Linked DNA regions of Anas platyrhynchos: region 2 is linked to region 1. The links are chromatin contacts, called in public Hi-C maps. All regions are on one chromosome and are shown on one strand. The core of a region is the stretch at or near the end of the contact, and the rest is flanking DNA. Distances in the headings are between cores, read along the strand shown.

Region 1 (3,352 bases), core at 574-3,073:
TGCATGGGGAAAAATCTTAGAATTTTGAAGATTATGGTAAGGGGTTTGCAGGCTTTTGGCAGGCTTACTGAGACAGACGGCCCATGGCACTCCCTGCAGGTGCCCTCCAGCAAAACTGCTTGTACTGTACATCTGTGCACAGATCTGCTCATTCCTGTTCACAAGCACAAGGCCACAGATCAGGCTGAACAGCTAGTGTCCAGTAGAGCAAGAAAGGTTGTAGAAAAGGGACTGCTATGTTGAAAATGTGAGACATACAGCCTTGAATGTACAGGAAAATTCCCACTGTGTAAATCTCATATTCAATGCAAGAAACTTGTCTGGTTTGCACAAGGGTGCATGTGTAAAGGGATGGGTCCACAATCAAGTCTGTATCTGGACTGTTTGGCCCTAGAAATCACTCTGTTCTGCCCAAGCATACTGTATCCTTGGCTGAGAAGTCAGTGGTGAGGCTGGAGGAAAGCTTCCCTTTGGCAGGGAATAACCATTTTCTCTGTGTGTATTTCTCTGGTGATGCTGAGAGAGAAACAGGAGACGAGGTTTAGCAGAGGAGAGCTCAACAGGGAAATCTACAGGCTACAGTGCTTTTCGCTCAGCTGTATCCAAAGTCTGTGGCTCAAGTATATTCGCATCTGCTGCCATCCAGAGCTTGGGGAGGGAAAACGTCTGACTGCTGTGTCAGACTCAGGTTTTAGCTTAATAAAAAGCTTGGACTCTGGACCTAGGTTAGTCAAACCTTCCTTTCCCACAATGGGGTTTTTATTACTTTTCAGATGTAGAGAAATTGTCAGTTTTTGATTCAAGCCTGTTAGCTACTGAAAAGTGAAGTCCTGTTTCCCTGACAAAACCAAAAATCAAGAGATAGTGACTTTGGCCACCATTACAACCAGAAGGTGTGTCTCTAGCTCGTCCTCAGAGACAACGCCCTAGCTTTTCTGTCCGATCTGCTCATTGCTGCTCTCTCACATACTCCTCCCCTTCCCCCCTCCCCCCCCCATTCAGGAATGTATAAAATATTAAGAAACAAGGAATGAAACATTTCTCAGCATGTGAGTCTCACAAAGGTCTTTGCTTTTTGTTGCATGATGTATGTTTTTGTTTGTTTTTCTCTCAAACGTTTGGCTACGGGAGGAGAAAAGTGGTGTCTTACAACTAGCTTGAATTGAATGAAGCCTGTGTTTACCTTTAGCCTGTTTTACCTCTTCAACGTGGCCTGTTACAGAAACTAAAATAGCTTGTCCTGGGATTCATGGATGAATTGGTGTTAATGGGAGGTTCATGGAAGGGGACTGTCACAGGGAGGCTATACTTCAACACAGGATTATGTGCGTTTGCTATTTTTGGGGGGAAGAGTGAATATCGAGGCCTATTCCTAGCTACCTGCAGTGCTCCTCCTGGCAAGGCCCCGAGGCAGCCCAAAGGGCCGTGGGGGCACGAGGGCAGTGCTGCCATGTCAGCAGCTTTGAGGAGGGGGCAGTGCAAGTAACTCCTCTGCGTACCGCCACCAAGCTGCTGCCCTAACACAGCCATGCAGGAGATGGGCACAGCCGCATACTCGCACACAGCAGCAGCAGCCCCTGTGCTGGGCTGGCACGGGACGAGGCTCCTCGCCGCGGGGACTCGCCCCTGCCAAGCACCGCCTGGCCTCCAGCTCAGGGTAAGGGCACGTTGTGGTCCTCGTGTACCGAGGGCAGAGTTTGCTGTTTTTGCTTTCACTGGGGCCAAAGGGCGTGTGGGACGACAGAGAGCGTTGGGACTACAGAAGGCGCGGCGAGGACGCGGCTGTTCCACCGCTGATAACCCCGCGGCGCCTTCAAGCGAGATAAGGCCCACTGCCATGACGCAAAATGGCGGCTGCCAGCACCTAACATGGCCGCCGCGCAGCCTCCCTCCTCATGACCCCGCCGATCCGGGCACCGGGCGCCGGCGCTTGGGGCGGCCGCGGCCCCTTTCTCCCTTCGGGCCGCGCCGCTCACGTGACGCGGCAGCCGGGCCAATCGGCGCGCTCCCCGGCGGCGCGCAGGCTCCGCCTGGCCGCGTTGTGGCGGAGGGCGCCATTGCCAGCCGCGGCCGCCAGCCGCCGGGAGCGGGGCCCGCCGCCATCATGGACTACGGGGAAGGTGAGCGCCCGGCCGCCGCCCCGCATGGCCGCGGCCGCCTCGCTGCGTGCAGGGCGCCCCCCCCCACCTCCCCCCCTTCCCCGCACGCACCTCCTCGTCCTCCTCCTCGCCGCCCCTCCGGGGCCGGGGGAGCTGCGGTGGCGGCCGGCGGCGGGCGGGCTGCGCGGGAGGAGGGCAGAGGAGGGCTGAGGAGCGCGGAGGGGCCCGAGGGGCCCTCCCGGGACCGGGCGGGCGGGCGGGCGGGCGGGAGGGGCGGGGGGCGAGCTGAGGCGCCCGGGGGGCGCGGGGAGAGCGGGGGGCGAGGGGGAGGCGGCGGCGGCGGCGGTGGTGGCGGCGGTGGGGGATGGGGCGGCGGCGGCGCGGGCAGGGCCGGGGGGAGCTCGGGGCGAGCTCCGTGAGGGGTCGTGCCAGGAGAGCCGCCAGCAGCGAGAGCCGCCTGTCGGCGCGGCTCCCGGTGTCTCCCCGCGAGCTCTCGCAAAGCACTAAGTCATTCTCACTGACCCATCCTCTCCAGCTGAAGACAGAGATTGGAGGTTCCCAGATACCCCCATGCATTGTGGTGTGAACATGCCCAGTGGGTCAGTCTCAGGTATGAGCTATAAATACGTCTAACCTCTAAAAAAGCGTTGGGGCTGAGCAGTCAGTGTTGCCAAAGATGTTAAAAAGGGGTGTTGAAAGTACGTAACGCGGTGTGGCTGCACGTGTTGTGTTCTGGAGGAGTTGTAACTGGTGGGGAGTGAGGCTGCCTTCTCACCTTGGGCATGTCAACGTGAGCTCCTGCACGGTCCGAGGCAGAACCATGAGGTGTCGGAGGAGCAGGGATGGGAGGGAGCGCAGGCTTCACTTACGATGTTGCTCTTTGCATACATCGGTATTTTATTTTGTCATGGAAATTTCTCATATTTTCTTCTATATTCAATTCATGCTGCTTAGATTGAAAAGAAAGCAGCAGAAACAAGGTCAGAGGATGTTTCCCTCTCATGCAGGCATGGGAAAAGAAGAACCTAGATTTTCTTTTGTAACTGACTTTAAGTAAGGGTGTGGGAAGGAATATACAAAGCATAAAAATAAACGTGATAGAGCAAATGTTAGCTTTTGTTTATGCGCTATTAAAATACCTGCAACTGAAAAGAATACGGATTTTATGGGTAAGGCTATAAACTTAGCAAGACTCAAGAAATGTTTTGAAATCTCTTGCCAGCATGCAAACAAGTACCAAAAGGTTGTTGATG
Region 2 (3,352 bases), core at 480-2,979, 150 kb before region 1:
TTTTTGAGTAGGTGGGTAACAGAATATTGCCTTTGCTCAGGTATCATCACTGGGAGATTTGTGGAGAGTGATCAGTGAGAGGAGTGCTCCCCTTGTGGATCCCCAGGAGCCACTCAGCAGTGGAGTAAATAAAAACCAAACCTAGAAAGTTAGGTTTCAGTCTGTTACTCAAGCAATTATGAGCCTTATAGCCATTAGGTTCTGTGTTCTGACTTAATATTTTCCTTTTATTTTTAGCACAACAAAGTGTTCCTGGTTTTATAATTTAATGAAATATTAATTTGTCTTCCTAGCCTATTGCTGACAAAAAAAGAAAAGCGTGGCAGATCATAGAGACAGACATTTCATTTTAAGTAAGTAGAAATAAAAATTATAGAATAAGATATACTTTTATTTAGTTTGCTTACAGAAAGGGTAAACAGTTCCAAGAAGGGAAAATGGATGAAATCATTAATCAGGGAAATGCTAGCAGAGCAGATGATTTATCTTGATGGTGGAAATCAAGATACATGAAGGGTATGAAGGTGGCAGGTCAAGAAACAGAAGGGTCTCTTAGGAAGACGGCTGGCCTAGCTAATGCTTACCAAACTTTAAGAATGCTTCTTAGAGAATAAATTGCAGAAAATGTCTCGCTACTGTCACCTCTGACATTAAATTACTATTCATCAAATTGTATCATCATAAGTAACACCAATCAGCCTGAAACAAATGCAAAACAAACACATTCTCTACTAAGCTACCAATATGGCTGCAAACTGGAAAAACAAATGTGTGCTTTTTTTACAACATACATATTTGCATTAGCAGGTCTGTACGTTTGGGTTAAAACACCAGTTTCACTTTTATTTGTAAGTAGTTTCAGTTTTGGCTCAACGGCAATGTTTGTGTTCCAAAACTTGTTTTGCACAGAAATATGTTGTATTTTAATAGTTTCCTTAAGTTGAATAATAATAGATAATTGTGTGCTCCATACAATTTGCAATTTATTTCCACAAAATCTAGAGTCTGTGCTGCTTAAACGAAGGGGGGGTTGTATACCTGTGAGGAAAAGGGTTTTGGTATTTTATGGGGGAAAAGCAGTATTTTGAAAATAGATCCTTTTTCCTAGCTGGTGACTAGACAATTAACAAACATTATTGTAGCAGAATGAATGTAAGGAGTATAATTATGTTGTAAATATGTTTCTGAATAGATTTTTTGCAGTGGGGTGGCTAAGAATGAAAATATTGCAGGAAAATTTCTTGAGCAGATCGAGATGTTTGTGCGTGTGACTAAGAAGAGGCAGAAACACCCCATTTGCTGAGGTATTGAGAGGAATATGGGTAGAAATCAGCCCCTTTTTGCAGGCTTTCTCGCATTTAGCCCTGCAGAAGCAGCTTTTCAGACAGGGCTGAAGGTGGGAATAGCACTGTCAGCTGGAGAAAGAGGAAGTGAGGCAGGAAAGTCAAAAAACTTATGGTGCGTGGGTTGTTTTTTTAAGCGTGTATACTTGTGGAGTTCTGTACAACGTTACCTGCTTTGGGCTGGACCTGACCGGCCGCGGTAGGGTCTGGCTCCGCAGCAGCGCGGCGCTGGGCTGTGCCGCTCAGCAGGAGGACGGGCACCGCGCGCACCCGACCCGCTGACAGGACCGGTGCCGGACGAGCCTGGGTGCTCCCACAGGGCCCCGGGGAGGTCTCCGGGGCTGGGCCCTTCCCTCGGCCGAGCCTCCCGCCCGGTGCCTGCCGAGCCGCCCTCAGGCCGGGCCGGGCCGCAGGTGCGCGGCGCCGCCTTTGTCCGCCCGGGCCGCCGCCGCCCCGCGGCCTGTCAGCGGGCCCGCCGACCGCAAGCCCCATTGGGCGGCGCGGGCGGTGACGCGCGGCGGGGCGGGTCCGGAGCCGAGGAGCGCCGGTTGCAGCCGGTGCCTCGCGCTGCGCTGCGGGCTGACGGGCGCTGGCGGTGGGCACGGCTCGGGGCGGCTCGGCTCGGGGAGAGGAGAGACCAGGCGAGGCGAGGCTCGGCGGCGCGGCCAGGTAAGCGCGGGGCAGCCGCCGCCGGCAGGTGCCGCATCGCCACGGCCTGCGGGGAGCGGCCCCGCGCCCTCCCGCTCGCCCCAGGGGAATGGGGCTGGGGCTGGGGCTGGGGCTGGCGCCGTGCGGGTGGGGCCGGGAGGAGGCGCCGCGCCCGGTGCCGGTACCGCTGCGCGCCCGCCTCCAGGGCCAGGTGTGGCGGCGGCACCTGCCCCTGCCCCTGCCCCGCCCCGCCCCGGGCTCCGCTGGGCCCTGGCCGCGGCCTCCGCGCTGCCGCCCGGCCCGGCTGCTCCGGGGAACCCTCCTGGCGCCCGGTGGCGGCGTGTCCGGGGGACGGTCAGCCCGTGCTGCGGGGCCTGGGGGGTAAAGCACCGAACCGGGCTTCCCCGGGGCTCGGGTCTACGTGGAGGCTGCCGTTAACCGTGCTGCTCCGCTCGCCGTGCTCGCCTTAGCACCTGGTGCGGTCCTGTCAAGCAGCAGCCCTGGGTAACGCTGCAGCGAGCCGGGAGCTCCGTGCTCACTTGCGTTTTCAGGCGTTTCAGCGGCGTGTTCTGCTGACTCCTGGCTTCCCCTGCCTGCTAGCTGAAGCGATAAGATAAGGCGTCGCTCCCTTCCCCGTGTCTCACAAGTCTCCTCTCTGTACCTGCTTAGCAGGGAGGGCGACTGGTCAAAGGATTGCTTATCTGTTTTGTCTGCGCTCATAAAGTTTTTTTGGGGGGGAAGGGAGAGAGCTCACAAGGCTTAAGTAATGTAACATTACAATATATCACTCATATAATTTATTATGTATTGTCTCCGTAAATTGTATGCATTTTCTTCGCTCAGCAGGCCCTGGGAGGAATGGAAGAGTTCTCCCAAGTAGGACTTTTCTTCAGCAGCTGCGGTGCTGACCACAGCGAGGGATGTGGTAGGAGAGAGAGCAGGAGGGAGAAGGGCTGCAGTGTAGAACCAGGAGTTAGGATAGGCTGCAAGTTCTCTTAAGGGTTTTCCCTAGTGTTTTTAAAACATCCTGTTGTAGCTAGGTAACAGTGCTTATCGCAGAGTTTCATGCTAGCATGTATTTTACGTAGTAACCATTTCAATTTCAGTAGGTTTCACGTAATTCATTGAAATTTGCATGTTTGTTCTCTTATGTTCTTGAGAGAAAAAAAGTTGTTGGTCTGACCACTATTTATTATTTTTTTCTTTTTTCTTTAAGGAAGATAGTATTATCATGGGGACAAAAGTAAAATTAATTTCCTGTTGTTTCTCACAAGGTACCTGTACAAGTGCTCTTTGAAGTTGGTGACAGCATGTTGAATAAATTTTAGACAGAGCAGTAATACTAAAGAGGCATCTATCTG

What was found. A called contact is a pair of places that touch in the nucleus more often than the background predicts.
Region 2: a contact with region 1 is called in a Hi-C map of subcutaneous adipose tissue, with 3 times the contacts expected there. The contact joins the promoter of KYAT3 here to the promoter of ZNF326 in region 1. A contact is called at or near these places in 2 of 8 Hi-C or Micro-C datasets (liver and subcutaneous adipose tissue).

The regions. Positions count from the first base shown.
Region 1 is chr8:23,197,984-23,201,335 of IASCAAS_PekinDuck_T2T, reverse strand. It overlaps ZNF326 (zinc finger protein 326), which reads left to right and starts at 1,823. Exons shown (of 12, transcript XM_027463703.3): 1 at 1,823-2,120. The coding sequence starts at 1,838.
Region 2 is chr8:23,346,633-23,349,984 of IASCAAS_PekinDuck_T2T, reverse strand. KYAT3 (kynurenine aminotransferase 3) reads right to left here and starts at 1,729. Exons shown (of 14, transcript XM_038183375.2): 1 at 1,514-1,729. The region is part of intron 1 of LRRC8B (leucine rich repeat containing 8 VRAC subunit B); the gene reads left to right.